Regions from separate parts of the Zea mays genome. Here region 2 is linked to region 1. Evidence: chromatin contacts called from public Hi-C data. All regions are on one chromosome and are shown on one strand. Each heading gives the region's core, a stretch centred on a gene start, on an enhancer-like site or on the middle of the called end of the contact. The rest is flanking DNA. Distances are from core to core; before and after follow the strand shown. Region 1 holds the start of LOC100194170. Region 2 holds the start of LOC100284535 (phospholipase A2).

Evidence for each region. Hi-C and Micro-C count contacts between places; a contact is called where the count stands out from the background.
Region 2: a contact with region 1 is called in a Hi-C map of ear, with 2.7 times the contacts expected there. The contact joins the promoter of LOC100284535 here to the promoter of LOC100194170 in region 1. A contact is called at or near these places in 6 of 25 Hi-C or Micro-C datasets (ear, leaf, root tip and 1 more).

The regions. Positions count from the first base shown.
Region 1 is chr4:173,619,318-173,626,854 of Zm-B73-REFERENCE-NAM-5.0, forward strand. LOC100194170 reads right to left here and starts at 3,625. Exons shown (of 10, transcript NM_001367048.1): 1 at 3,221-3,625; 2 at 2,892-3,000; 3 at 2,758-2,797; 4 at 2,387-2,463; 5 at 2,180-2,268; 6 at 2,010-2,079; 7 at 1,856-1,894; 8 at 1,604-1,754; 9 at 1,429-1,518; 10 at 1,047-1,348. The coding sequence starts at 3,533. The coding sequence ends at 1,232. LOC100502487 (U-box domain-containing protein 44) reads left to right here. Exons shown (of 3, transcript NM_001196965.1): 3 at 1-818. The coding sequence ends at 667.
Region 2 is chr4:173,807,755-173,814,642 of Zm-B73-REFERENCE-NAM-5.0, forward strand. It overlaps LOC100284535 (phospholipase A2), which reads left to right and starts at 4,078. Exons shown (of 3, transcript NM_001157430.1): 1 at 4,078-4,241; 2 at 4,333-4,452; 3 at 5,013-5,365. The coding sequence starts at 4,115. The coding sequence ends at 5,191. LOC100384477 reads right to left here and starts at 3,534. Exons shown (of 2, transcript NM_001177008.1): 1 at 1,947-3,534; 2 at 1,557-1,883. The coding sequence starts at 3,296. The coding sequence ends at 1,767.

The DNA of each region.
Region 1 (7,537 bases), core at 2,375-4,874:
GCTCTTCGTGGAGCTCCTGCAGCAGATGATGAGCAGCGGGCAGGAGGCTGTGCTGCTCTACTCGGCCATGGCGCTGGAGAACCTGTCGCTGCAGTCCTCGAGGTTGACGGACGTGCCGGCGCCTCGTCGTGGGAGCAGCCTCGTGTGCGGGTGCTTCGGGCAGGGACGGTCGCCCCCGCCCCCCGGGGCAATGGGGACGTGCCGCGTGCACGGCGGCTTCTGCTCGCTGCGGGAGACGTTCTGCCTTGCGGAGGGCGGGTGCAAGGCGGTGGAGCGGCTGGTGGCGTGCCTAGAGCATGCGGATCCCCGCGTGGTGGAGGCGGCGCTAGCGGCGCTGTCGACGCTGCTGGGGGACGGCGTGGCCAACGCGACGGAGGGGGTGCTGGTGATCGGGGAGGCGGAGGGGCTGCGCCCCGTGGTGGAGGTACTGGTGGAGAACCGGACGGAGGCGCTGCAGCGGCGGGCGGTGTGGGCCGTGGAGCGCATCCTGCGCGTCGAGGACATCGCGCTGGAGGTGGCGGCCGACCAGACCGTGGCGTCCGTTCTGGTGGAGGCCTACCGCAACGGCGACGTCCGCACGCGGCAGACGGCGGAGCGCGCGCTCCGCCACCTGGACAGGATCCCCAACTTCTCCAGCGCCTTCCACCAGGCCAAAGGCAGGGCATGATCCTTGCGTTTGTTTTCTTGCAGCAGTTCCTTCCCCTTCCTTCCATTTGTTTGTTCATGGAACATAGATTTGCCTGTTACCTTCTTTCTCTTCGTGTACATACCCACCATGTATGTGTATGTGTCTTGTGTTTTATAAACTAGCATCATCCAATTGGTATTTTGATTCATCACACAATGTCAGCACAACACTGATCTATTCTAACATGTCGTATGCAGTGAGCAGCGTGTCAGTGTCATGTATGTGGAGCTCAGAAACAATAACTAATAAGTTCGTGACTAAAAATGTTCATGTATGTGGAGCTCAGAAACAATAACTAATAAGTCCTCTTTGGTAGTGAACCGATCTTTGTTAGCTTTGACTCCAAAAATAGCTTTTTCGATGAACCTATTTTTATAACCGTTTGTCTTCTCGGAGAAAATAGCTGTGAAAAAACTTTTTGTTGTGAGATGAACTTAATAAAAAAACAGTGTTTAGATAGACACGGTTGCGAAAGAAACTACTTGGTAGGAAAAAAAAACTGAAAACAACACTTTCGTGAAGCTGGGATAGAACCCCTACCGTCTAACTAACAGGCCCTACAAACTCATCAGTTTGGACCGTCAGATCCTGTATGCCCAAATCCTGATATAAACCATGCGTGTATTCAAGGACTGCCCGGTCGTCAGCGCCGCTCTTCACCTATACAGCGCAAAACAAGCAACGTCAGGAATGCTTCAGTGCAAATGATGGACTTTGCAGCTCTGTGTCAAGGGTTTTACCCTAATGGAGAGAGATCCAACTGCCTGACCAGGAACAAGCTCCCAGAATCGACCTTGCCATACTTCGGAGACATCTTCACAAGCAGCAATCTGGAGAATATCTATCACTTGCTCATGCGTCTTAAGTGCATTTTCTTTTTGAACCAAATGAACGACTACCTGAGGCCTTGTTTACCTGTCTCGAGCACTTTGTAAAGGCTGAAGGTGGCACATTGCTAGGTGCGATTTGCAGTAGGATATTACCAGTAGCTTTAAATAACGGCAAAACAAGCATAAACACTGCCACTGAGACGATTCCCAGGCACAGAACCTCAGCATTCTCAATCCTACGGGTAGTAGCACAAAAGGAATAAACAGATGGCCACAAGTCACCATGATAAATGGGAAGCACAGGAAACGTGAAAATAGTAAAAAAAATAGATTTTACCCCAATGAAAGAAACCAAGAAGCTAGTATCAAGCCTGCACTGTGAAAGAAATAACAAGCGTCAGTCAATCAATATCAACGTGTGGCAACCAGCAAGGTACAAAAGTATAATGTGCACAAGGGAAGAGTCCAACAATGCCTGGGAATGCATGTACCTCCGTATTGAATCTGCCAACACATGCAAACAGACCGAGTGGTAATTCATATCCTCTGCATTCCTGTAAACTGCCAATCATAATTCTGTTTAATTTACAACCCTTGCAGGGAAACAAGTACAAATCTCCATTTGCACCAGAAGCAACAGGATATAAGTTGCTTCCCGTACCTATGTTAACACGAGCGTAGTTCCGGAAGAACCAAACACCAAGTAAATTAACCAAAAGATTGGTGACAGCAGAAACAATCAGATAATGCCTGGAAGACAGTTTTTTAGAAGATAAGGTGTCAGCATGAAAAGGCAGTGGAGAAAGACTAGTAACAGCAGAAACAGCTACCATCCCATCTGAAGACATTTGACATAAATGGCACTTACTTGTGCTCCGATTCATCTTGCATAAATGCATGTAATGCTTCAACAGCCAAGGAGAAAGACAGGAACAATAGAAACAGCTGTCTACATAAAGAACCATAGGGTGGTGGTCAAAATGTTAGCACAAAGCAAAAGGACAGAAAGGGTTAAAAGTGTAATACAAACAGGGTGTTTTTTTCCGGCAAGTTGTAGGGAGTAGGGACATTACACGTGATAACCAAGCAAAGATGTAAACCATGGATGAATTTCAGCTCTATCATCAAACAAATGTTTAACATAAACTTGAAAGATGGGCTTGTACATTATTAATCTGGGAGAACTCTGTACAAATGTATGCACACGTATCCATAAGATGGAAGGTTTTGGAAGCTTACAGCATTTGTAAAGGCAGCCAGAACCTCCAATCGCTTGTACCTGAAAGAAAGCAGACAACAATAAGTGAGTGTGAATTAGTGCACAGACGAACAGAAATAGAGCCTGAAAGGCGGGAGGGAATGAGGAGACTGGCCCATAGGTGTAGAGGTTATCAGGCTTGGTTCGGGATGCAGCCATAGCAAACAATGAGAAAGTTAACAAGCCGCATCCAAAGGTGAGATGGAAAGCATCTGAAACTAAGCCTGCAAAACAAAGGGCACCTGTAAGCACTGCTCTGAATTCCTCTTCCATCCAGCAGCATAAATGAAACAGATAGACCGAGTAGTAGATGTAGGATGCAATAATAGTTTATAGGATGCAGTATCAGCATGCAGAAGTGCTTGGAATGAATCGATTGACGAAGCCCTAGGATCAATTAACTATGTCGTAATCTGAGTCATGGAGCCCTTGTTGATGCAATACCTACGCGTCCGGTGAAGAGGCCGATGGCGAACTCGGTGGCAGAGTAGGCAACGTTGAGGGCGAGGAGGAGGGCGAGGCGGCGCATGGGGCGGCTGGCCGTGGCGAGGCGGAGTAGCTTCCTGCTGGGCTTGGGCCCCTCGTAGACTGGGGGAAGGGGAAGGGGGGCGGGCATGGAGATGGAGGAGTCGGACCGAGCGAGGCGCGGCGTGGTGGCGTTGGAGGAGAGTTGGCGGGAGAAGGCAAGACGACGGTCCCCACTGCCGACGACGCCGTAGTTGGCGTTCCATGCCGCCTTCGCCGTGGGGGTGTCCATGTCGCCGCCGAGGATCTGCTGCTGCTGCTGCTATCGGGGGATCGAGGGTAGCGGTCAAAGCACACCGTGCCTGTGCTGACTGGTGAGACGAGGATGAGGATTGTGGCCGTTGGATCTTGACGAAGAGGGATGGGAATTGGGATCATTGTCACTTGACTCGCGTTTGGTTTGGAGATCTAGAATCAGGGTTAAGAAATATTTATTAAAAATAATGAATAAGAAGGTCATCCCTAAAAATAAGGATATAGTCAGCCTAGAATTGATCACATTCCATCCCTCGCTGACACCAATCCAATTTCCTATATTACAAACCCGGTAAGAAACGAGGTGTCCACGTCGGCGTAAATTTTTCAGGCCGTTAGATTCGTAATCAAGCGTCATACAGTCTCTTGGATTTTCTTGTAAAAAATCCCATCTCTCTATGCCTCTGGATGCTTCGGCGGCACTCTCCCTCGCGTTAGCTCGCTTTGACCCCGCGCGGAGCTTCTCCTCGGCGTCGTCGCCTACTCCGTCGCCGCTTCCTCTTCACGCCGAGCGCTACAGGTTTGTTCCGACCTCGCTCCCTCTGCCATTGCAACCGCGCTGGATTTTATACGGTTCGGCATCATTACGCCTTTCAGCTTTTGGCTGCGTTCTTGGTTCTAGGGTTCGTATCCTCTGCCTGCTAGATCTTTGCTCAGCTTCATGTTTGTACTGGCGGATGTGTGACAGCGAATCGTATTCATAGAAATCCTCTCGAAATCTATCCTAACCTCGCCCCTAAAACCATAGCTAGGATGGTGCGCCGTTCTGCACGACGTTCCCAGTTGTGAACTCCGATTCTTCTGCTCCGGTCGCCGCTCACCTTTGCTGGACGGAGTTCCAGTGCGGGCGCATATCACCGATGGCCGCTGATCCTCCTTGCGCTCGCTGAGCTGCCAGATGATACCGGCGATGAAACTGAACCCGTCGTTCTGTAATATGGGTTCCCTCCTCGCTGAGCTGCCAGATGATACTCCTGCCTTCTACGGTGCTGAGCTATAAAAAAATGACTTCAATGTCAGCTTCTATACAAGCGTTGGGTTCATAGGAAACTCCAGCTGGAACTTATTAACTCTTATTTATTCTAAATCAATTTGTAGGTCTCTAACTCTGTCTGGTAATCATTAACCCTGTCTGCTAATTATATGTTCAATTGTGGCTGTCAGTCTTTTCCAGCAAGGGGTCTTATTTATTCTAAATCAATTTGTAGGTCTCTAACTCTGTCTGCTAATCATTAACCCTGTCTGCTAATTATATGTTCAATTGTGGTTGTCAGTCTTTTCCAACAAGGGGTAAAAAGTAGGCTCCCCTCCTGAAAGGCACACATGAGTATGCCTATAGCATGCTGTTGGGTTTAGATTCTTGATCAGTTCAAACATGGGGGAATCCTGTGTTTATTCTTGTTTTTTTTATATCAGTTCAAACAGAGAGCCACGAACATGTTTGAATGCCTTCATTTGACAGATGAACCAATATTCTAATATTGGTTGCTGAACATGGGGGACATGATTTAGGCTGGTGGCGCCTTGTCATGCCCTGATGTTTGTTGTATTGCCCATGAGTCACAGACAAAGCATCCTTTCTTATTACCCTTTGGAGGTTTCAGCTCAGTGATTTTAGGTCAGCAAAGCGACTGTCAGCCTCAAGTCCCACCCAACCGTGCAAGTGACGGATGAGGATGTCTTGCACTACATCCATGTAGTGTTCATTATCTGTTGTAACATATAAAAGCTTTTAGCTGAACCTAAAATAGGATAAAAACAAATTATTGGTTAACTGCACATGTAGTGTTCATGCTGCCTTCCCCTATGCACCAATGCTTTTATCGATTTGGTTCATAAACGTCTTTTATGCGTCGACAAACAAAGGGTTGCTCCTAAATGCTGCACTTATATTGTCTTTGATACTAAATGTGGTACTACCATGAGCTAATTTCGCCTGTACTCACAAAAAAAGCTTTATCTCCTTGTGCTTGTGTGTTTCCTCTGCTTCGCAACCACCTAAATTAGTTGTTTGTTTATGTCAGTACAAGGGAATCAACATTGGGTTCTAGGTTTATACCAGCGCTCTAAATTGTTTCTTTGATTTTTTTCCCTATATGTACAAATGGCATTGATCATCTTTTGGGTTTCATCATTCCAGAAACCCCTTTCTTATGGTTTAATTTTTTTATATGGGGATTTACAGTTTAGAGTTTAATCCCTTTCTTATGTAGTGCAATTTTCAGATGCGGAAGCAGGTCTTCCTACAGCCCCTGCTTCAAAATAGCTTGCTTTATATTTTGTAGAATTCGTCAATATAATTGGAGTATAAGCATTATGTTTACATTAAAAGAATATGAGTGTTATCATTATGTTTTCCAGATGGGGTTAACATTGTACTTGCCAATTGTTTTTATCAGGAATCTTGTCCTTTCTTGGTGATACCGGTACGCGCAAGAATTATCATCCACCCACCATCTATCTAAGGAGGTAATTGCATTTTGCCTTCCCTACAAATTTGCGTACAAATCAATTTGTTACATATGAGAATGATGGTTCTTCTGCATTCATATAGTAGAAATGTCTTCCCTACTAATTCAATTGTCTACAATATTGCAAATGGATTTTCTATCTTATTTCATATGTTAAGCAGTGGCCTGATTGTTTGATGTACTCGGTTCATTAAATTAAAGGAATTTTTTTCAAAGAACATTTGTTAGGCAGTGGCCATATTAGTTAATACACTAACTGTAAAGTACACAACTAAATTAGATAACCATGGATATACATAAATAGAAGCATAAATATACAATTATATGTACACACATACGGAATGTATGTCTCAGATTTTTTCCCTAAAAATAACATAAGAGATTAGTGTCACTATGTTTTCATATATACAAAGATATCTGGATATATACACACATATAGATTGTCTATATCGATTGTCTAGTATGAATAACATACATGAATAACATACAAGAAGCGAAGTAAGTATCTTCGCCTAATCATAAATAAACACTGCTTTATTTCAAACCGTTTCAATTCCACATGTTCCCATAATTATATAGATATGTACTCTTCTTTTACCAAAAAAAAGAAAGAAAAACGTAGTGTTCGTTTTGGCTCAGACCACATTTTTTAATCCTAAGCACACAACACTTTTAAAAATAAGAGATATCATTCTAGTTTTTTTTAATATGCCCAATGCACATCAATCTTGTGTACAAGACTATCTTATGATTCATCTACCGCATTCGTATATAGACATATGATTATATGTATAAATCATATAGTTAATTTACATAGTCTTAGTAAACTGCAGAATCATATCATAGGCAGCGTATGCTGCTACGATAAAAATTTTACAACCATATTTACAACGTGGTATCCAAAATGGAGCATATTAATCCAAATAGCAGAAAAAAAGGAGTAAGTGTCTTATTACTCTTCCACAAATTGTTTCCCCTTCCACTGTACAGATTATGATATGCTCATGGCACATTAAATATAACAGATCATAGTAATGCATGTTGTGCCCCATCAGCTATATCTCCTGGCGAAGCTCGCCGTATACGTAGGCATTTATTGAATGAACGAAGGTTATTATCCGCAGGTAGCATCATCAACAGATAATTTTTAAATAGGGTTTCCATGACTATCTAGTGATAATAAAGGGGATAAATTGTATTAGGTACTGCCATATCTGCTCAACAGACTCCAACATTGCAATGTGGTCACTTTGACCCAGAATTTGTTAAAACATTCAAAGGTACGATCGTTTGTACATTTAATCCGTTAAATATTTACATTACTAGGTATAGTTCGCTATCTTTCATAATTTGTGAAAAGTAGGAAACCAAAAGAAAAAAAATATCATTATTCTCTATTCATATTTCACATTTTATAGCCAAGCTATTCTAACATGCTTTTCATAGTTGCTTTGTATACCACTGGTATCAATTAATCGTACAAGCTGTACCTCGAAATTACAGCAGCGAA
Region 2 (6,888 bases), core at 2,828-5,327, 190 kb after region 1:
TTTTTATGTGGTACCTTTTGAAAGGAGTGGTACTCACTAAAGATAATCCGGCGAAACGAAACTAGAGTGGAAGTAAGAGGTGTGCCTTTTGTAATACTGATGAAACCATACAACATTTATGTTTCAAGTGTCACTATGCACATTACCTGTGGCGGTTAATTTTTTGTTGTTTTGGTGTGCCTCCTCCCAGATCTTTAAAACATATGTTTAACTCATGGTTGGTTGGGGTTATTCTAAAAACTAAAAAACTTATTATCATAGGTGTTTCGGCTTTTTGCTGGGTTATTTGGATAAGTAGAAGTGATTTAGTTTTTGAAAAAAGGCCGATACCAACTTATCTGTAGGTTCTTTTTAGAGGAACACACTGACTAAGGTTTTGGAGTCAACTTCAGAGTAAAGATGAAAATAAGGATCTAATAATAAAAGGCTGCAGAAGTATGGAGTCAGTTGGGATGCACATCTTCGCGCACTATGGCTGGAGATTCATAAACAAATTGTCATTATGATTTTATTTTTCTGTGTTTTCGTGAGTGCATATACTATGTGTCGAAGGTTTGTCTCTCCTTAGTGTTGTAGTCCCTGTGACTAGTCTCTCATTTTGAGGTCAAAGCCGAATATTTCCATTATCTAAAAAAATCACGATTTTGGGTGGTACAGTCCTATGTACTGGTGAGATTGTATTGCTTGAGCTCGACAAGGTTATAATAATGCGCTGCTAGCTAAAAGTTTAGCTATGAGATAGGATCTAGTTTCTAGGGTTAGGTGAATTGTAAGGGTCCCTAATCTGCCGTATATATGCTGATGGTTTTAGGGTTACAAGTCGGATTCTCTCTAACTAACAGTTCTACAATCTCGAAATTATGTTTTTAAGTACGCCCCGAGTCAATGAGGACCATCGACGGTCCATATATATAATATGTGCAACGAGGACTCGGTGAATATTTATCTCCAGAGGATCTTCAACCCCATAGAGAAGAGAAGAAATATCTTCAAGGTACGGCAACATCGTATTTATTATTTTTATTGAAAATATATGAATGAACATGTTTTGAATGTTACTATACGAGAGTATCGATGGATGATTTGGATGGTCGACCCACCTCTACTGATGCCTCCTATTGGGGTTTTGAAGCCCCTAGAGATGAGGGTCGAGCTGCTACTAGTGCCTATCGAACCAAGAGTCAGCTGGCGGCGAGATGACTCTGCCTTCCAGCGCGCTGGCCGAGTCCTCCGTTCTTCTAGCTACCTCAGCCCCCAAGAGGCAAGTAACCATTGTCTCGACTATATCAATTAATAATAATAATTTATATCATCAAGCGTTATTTGCCATCTAGATACAACTACCAGGCTAGCAGCTAGCTAGGTCCAAAAGATGAGGGATGATCTTGAAGCCCGGCCCAAACTCTTGAAGTCAAGGCCAAGAGCCAAGAACTTGAAGGTATGATCCTTATTTACAATTCTCAAAATTATCTATATCTGATTTGGTAATGATAACTTTAATTTGTAGAATAGACAGCCTATATATGAACGAGGCTTGATGAGTCATCAGTTTCCACGGGTGGGTGGGTCTTGACTCTTGAAAACAGAAAAAAAAAAAGGAAATGACAACAAAAGGAGTCGACGACGACACTACTCTTGCCCGACCATGCATATATAAACAATATACGTATATGGAGTTCGTTGTTAAATTTGTATGTAGAATTTTGAAGGCAGGTGAAGATGCAGCAAGCTAGCATTTTGAAGATCGATGAGCGAGGTAGCAGCAGCTAGCCGGCGCCATGGAGGACGCTGCCGTCAGAGGTGTGCCTCATGGTGAGCCTGCCGTGGCCGATGATGCCCTTCTTCATCATTGCCACGAACTCGCCGTAGTCGATGCGGCCATCCTGCATGAGTCAGTCAGTCAAGTCCGATCACCAATGGGACAATATGATGCGATCCTCACGTACGTTGTCCTGGTCCACCTCTGTGATGATGTCGTCGAGGCCGACGTCGGCCATGTTGTGCTCCCTGCACGCCTGCTCCAGCTCGTCGACGGTGATGTATCCGCTGCCGTCCTTGTCGAAGTAGGCGAATGCCGCGAGCAGGTGCTCCTCGCGCTCCAGCTTGCTCATGTGCACGGTGGCGGCGATGAACTCGTCGTAGTCGATGCTGCCGCTCTTGTCCACGTCGGCGGCGTCCATCAGGTCCCTGATCTCGCTCTCCCTGAGGTCCTTGGACCCGTGCCTCTTCAGCCCCTCCTTCAGCTCGTCGAAGGTGATGGCGCCGCTGCCGTCCGTGTCCATGGCCTTGAACATCTCCTTCAGCCCCGCCAGCTCCTCCTCCGACAGGCTCTGCGAGATGACCCGCAGCGCCATCTTCTTCAGCCTGTTCATGGCCGAGAACTGCTTCAGCCGCGTCAGCACCGCCGGGTCCAGCGCCCTGTCCGGGGCCACCCCGTTCTCGCAGATCCACGGGTGGCACAGCACCTGGTGCGCGCTCAGCCTGTCCGCCGGCGGCGACCGCAGCATTCGGCGGATCAGGTCCTTGGCGCTGTCGGAGATGGCCGGCCACGGCTCCGAGTCGAAGTCGATGGCCCCCTTCAGCACGGCGTCGAAGATGCCCTGCTGCGTCTCCGCCCAGAACGGCGGCACCCCGCTGAGGAGGATGTACACGATGACCCCCGCCGTCCACACGTCCGCCTCGGGCCCGTAGTGCTTGCACAGCACCTCCGGCGCCACGTAGTAGGGGGAGCCCACCACGTCGGTGAACACCTGGCCGGGCTTGAAGAAGACGGAGAGGCCGAAGTCGATGGCCTTGAGCGACGCGTCGTGGCCCCTGTCCTTGAGCAAGAAGTTCTCGGGCTTGAGGTCCCGGTGCATGACGCCCAGCGAGTGGCACGCCTCCACGACGCCGACGATGACGCGCGCGATCTCGGCGGCCTTGCGCTCGGAGAAGTACCCCCTGTCGACGATGCGGTCGAAGAGCTCGCCGCCCTCGCAGAGCTCCATCACGATGTGGACGTAGAGCGGGTCCTCGTAGGCGCCCTTGATGGTGACGACGCTCTTGTGGCCGGCGAGGTGGTGCATGATCTGGATCTCGCGCCGCACGTCGTCGACGTCCTCGGGGGTGAGCAGCTTGCGCTTGGCGATGGACTTGCAGGCGAAGGCGGCGCCCGTGGACAGCTCCGTGCACAGGTACGTGGTGCCGAACTGCCCCTGCCCGAGCTTGCGCCCCACCGCGTAGAGGTCGCGCAGCGCCGGGGTGACGTGGCCCAGCACCGCGGTCGGGGACGACAGGTGCAGCTGGTGACCGCCCATGGTGCGACGATGCCGCTGCTGCTGCAGGTGGCAGGAGTAGGTGATGCTGCTAGTGCTGCTGCAGGCGGGGAGGGACAGGGACGACGACGACAGGGCGATGCTGTTGCTGCTGTGGTGGTGGTGACCGTACCAATAGCAGTCGGTGGTGACCGTACCAATGCATCGCTGGGCCTGGGATCAAAATAGAACAGCGCCGGGCGCCGGCATTGCTGCTGCCGTCCTAGCTCGTCGTCGTTGTCATTCAATTCGGACGATCGACACGGGACCGGCCGGGTGAGCGCCGCCGCCGATGGATTTTTGATCGATCGATCGATCCCGGGCTCGCTCCTCACCACCGATGATCGGTCGATCCTTAAACGACGGCGACGGACGATGGATCCTTGCTTAATCAAGCACTAAACTGATATCTCTCTGGTGGAGGATGGGAGGAGGGTTGGTGGAGAGAAAAGCTCGGGAAGGGACGGCGACGACAGGATGGGAATGACGGAATGGGGGAGCGGAGGCAAACAAATTCGTCGTAAGCTCCGGCGGGAATTGAGGATGACGACGCAATACAAGCTGGCCTGGATATATATAGGTAGGACAGCTTGCTTGCTGGGTGATGAGCAGCAAGCACGTATACATTACAGGGACAGGGAAGAAGAAGGACATGCATGCGTCGCCATAGCTCAGACTCAGTGCGCGAGCACAACGAACGAGCACACGCGCCAGACGTCTCACTGACAGTTGCGGCCCACACCATGACTTTCACCTGGACGCCTAGTCAGCCAAGACCTGACCCATCCTGGCCATCCAACCAATCCGGTCAACGGGAGAACATGTACGAGGCGATGTCGCCGCGCCGGGCGCTCCTCGCCATCCTCCTCGCCGTCGCCCTCGCCTCCGCTTCCTCGGCACCCCAGCCCCCGCCGTGCAGCCGCTCGTGCGCGGCCCTCAACTGCGACTGTGCGTGGCTCCCCGTCTCATCCTCATCGGTTCCATCGGGGCGGCGGGCGATCTGGTCCGGTTCCTGTTTTGTAACGCTTCTTTGCTGCAGCCCTCGGGATCCGCTACGGCAAGTACTGCGGCGTGGGCTGGAGCGGCTGCGACGGCGAGGAGCCCTGCGACGACCTCGACGCCTGCTGCCGCGACCACGACCGCTGCGTCGAGAGGAAAGGTTACGTTTCCTTCATCCCCGGCCTGCGTTTGTTGTGCTCGTTAATTAGGGTCTGAGTGAGATGGGTGGATGGATCATGATCAAGTTCCTAGCTTGCAACTCATCGGTAGCAAAGGAATTTTTCATTGGATTTGATTTCGCGTTGCAATCTGATCACTACACTTGCTCACTCCGTTTTTTTTATTTGTCGCGTTTTAGTTAAAAAAAATAAACTAGCCGGTAACAAATATTGAAGAATAGAGTCAGTTTTCTTTATTTATTTTCTGCTTGTGGTGTGGTTGGAATGCAGTGCCTTCAAGCACCATTACCACAAAATTTTGCATTTACCATCCACGAAAAGGATGACCACAGTTATTCTCCCAACCTGAACATTACATGTAATCAGTCAGTCACTCAGCCTCAGCCTGATGGGAATAGAAATGAAAATAGTGATCAACAGCGGATTAGCATGAGGATATGGTATCCCCACACCAACTCAAAATAGTTTTTGACTTTTATTCACCTGCAGTTCCTGAGCTGATGTAGCTTTTCTCTTGTTTTGATTTATCATTCTCTGCTAGGTATGATGAGCGTGAAATGCCATGAGAAATTCAAAAACTGCATGAGGAAAGTGAAAAAGGCAGGCAAGGTTGGCTTCTCCAAGAAATGCCCGTACGAGATGGCTATGGCTACAATGACTCAGGGGATGGATATGGCCATCATCCTTAGCCAGTTGGGCACCCAGAAGGTGGAACTCTAGCGTTAGCTAGCTCCGCCTCAGCTGCATGTTGATTTATTCTCACGGAAATATTTATATACTCCACTGAAGAATAGAATTTGCTTCCATATGATTACTGTTGTTTCATCGAAGTCAGAGGGATGCATAGCTTATCTTTCTTCTGCCAAATTGAAAAAGAAAGGAAAAGACTTCAGTTTATTTTCTGTAGCTTGAATAGTTTTTAGTGCTAATATCATTTTCTAAGAACGCATTCTCGTCAAGACCCTTTTTCCCTAATCATACCATCCTCTAATCCTATAAACTTAGTATATCGATCAAGACACGATATTCCTTCGATCTTTCGGGACAACCAATAAAATGACAACTTACTGGCTTAAATATTTTAGTTTTTGATGGACAACCTCACACATGCAAATAATTTAGGCCTCGTTCGTTTTGGCCGGATAAGCCCATTCCCTGCCTCATTCCAGGAGGAACGAATCAACCTGGTTTAGAATCTGGTCCAGTCTGCTAGAGTTGTTCGTTTTGACCTGGGCCGGAAACAAACCCGCCTGATTTTGATTCCCATCCCTCAATCCTCGGCCTGGAACGAGTCCAGGTGACCTACCTTCTGGTTTGGTTCCTGATCTGGAAACGGGCTGGTGACAGGAATGAGTGACAACCCATGATTCACTCGATCCTGGGCTGGCTTTGTTACTGACCTGGCTTGGATCCTGGGCTGCCGAACGGGGCCTTAGTGAGGAGCCAGAGGAAACAAGTGAAGGTGGATCAGCGATTCCTGCTCAGGTGGTTCCAAAACTATAAACTATTCCTCTACTCGCTATGCGAAAAAAACCTGATAAAATAAGTATAGTCTAGATCGTACTCATGAAACTCATATAAGAACAAGGTATTGAAATTCATCTTTACAGATCGGAGGAAGAGTAGGTTATTTAGCCCGAGACTCGAGATGTTTCTTCTAGTCCATAATTCATTTAGGCCCCGTTTGTTTGCTTTCATTTTAAGGAATTTGAATCTTACTAATAGAATAGGCTATTTTTTAGAATGTTACATTCCACCACTTTCCAAAGTTATCATATAAGCCTATCTCAAATTCATGGGGTGAGATATGGAAATTGATTCTATAGATTTACATGTTATTTTTCCGATGTACAACTTATAGCACACTCTTCTACTTGCTTCGCTATAACATAAATGTACTATATAACTATCTCTCACATATGATTTAGGATAATATACAAATATATTACATATATAAATATATAAATTTAATTAGTTTTGTCTAAATTATAATTATTAAAATGGAATTCAATTCCAACGAAACAAACGGGGTCTTAGTGTTTTAGGCGCTGATTTACAGGGAACTCAATTAAGGATATGAGCAGTATTTTTTAGTGTCTCCATCCATAAGCTAATCAACAAAGTGGAGTAACTTATCATGCCTTTTACTATATATATATATCAGGGTGTGTTTGTGCCTTTCAGACATTTTATTCTGCAGAGTGTCACCATGCATTGAATAATGGGCTACTAAACCTTACAAACGGTCTAAGAACTCGACCATAATGGGCGTGTTTCATGTAGTATTTACCACGGTCTGATCTTACTATTTTGTAAATCATGTTGATTCTCAATTTTAGTTTAAATATCTTAAGTTTTTATAATGCTTCTGACCATTCATTAACTGGATAAATATACTCATAACACGAGAAATCATC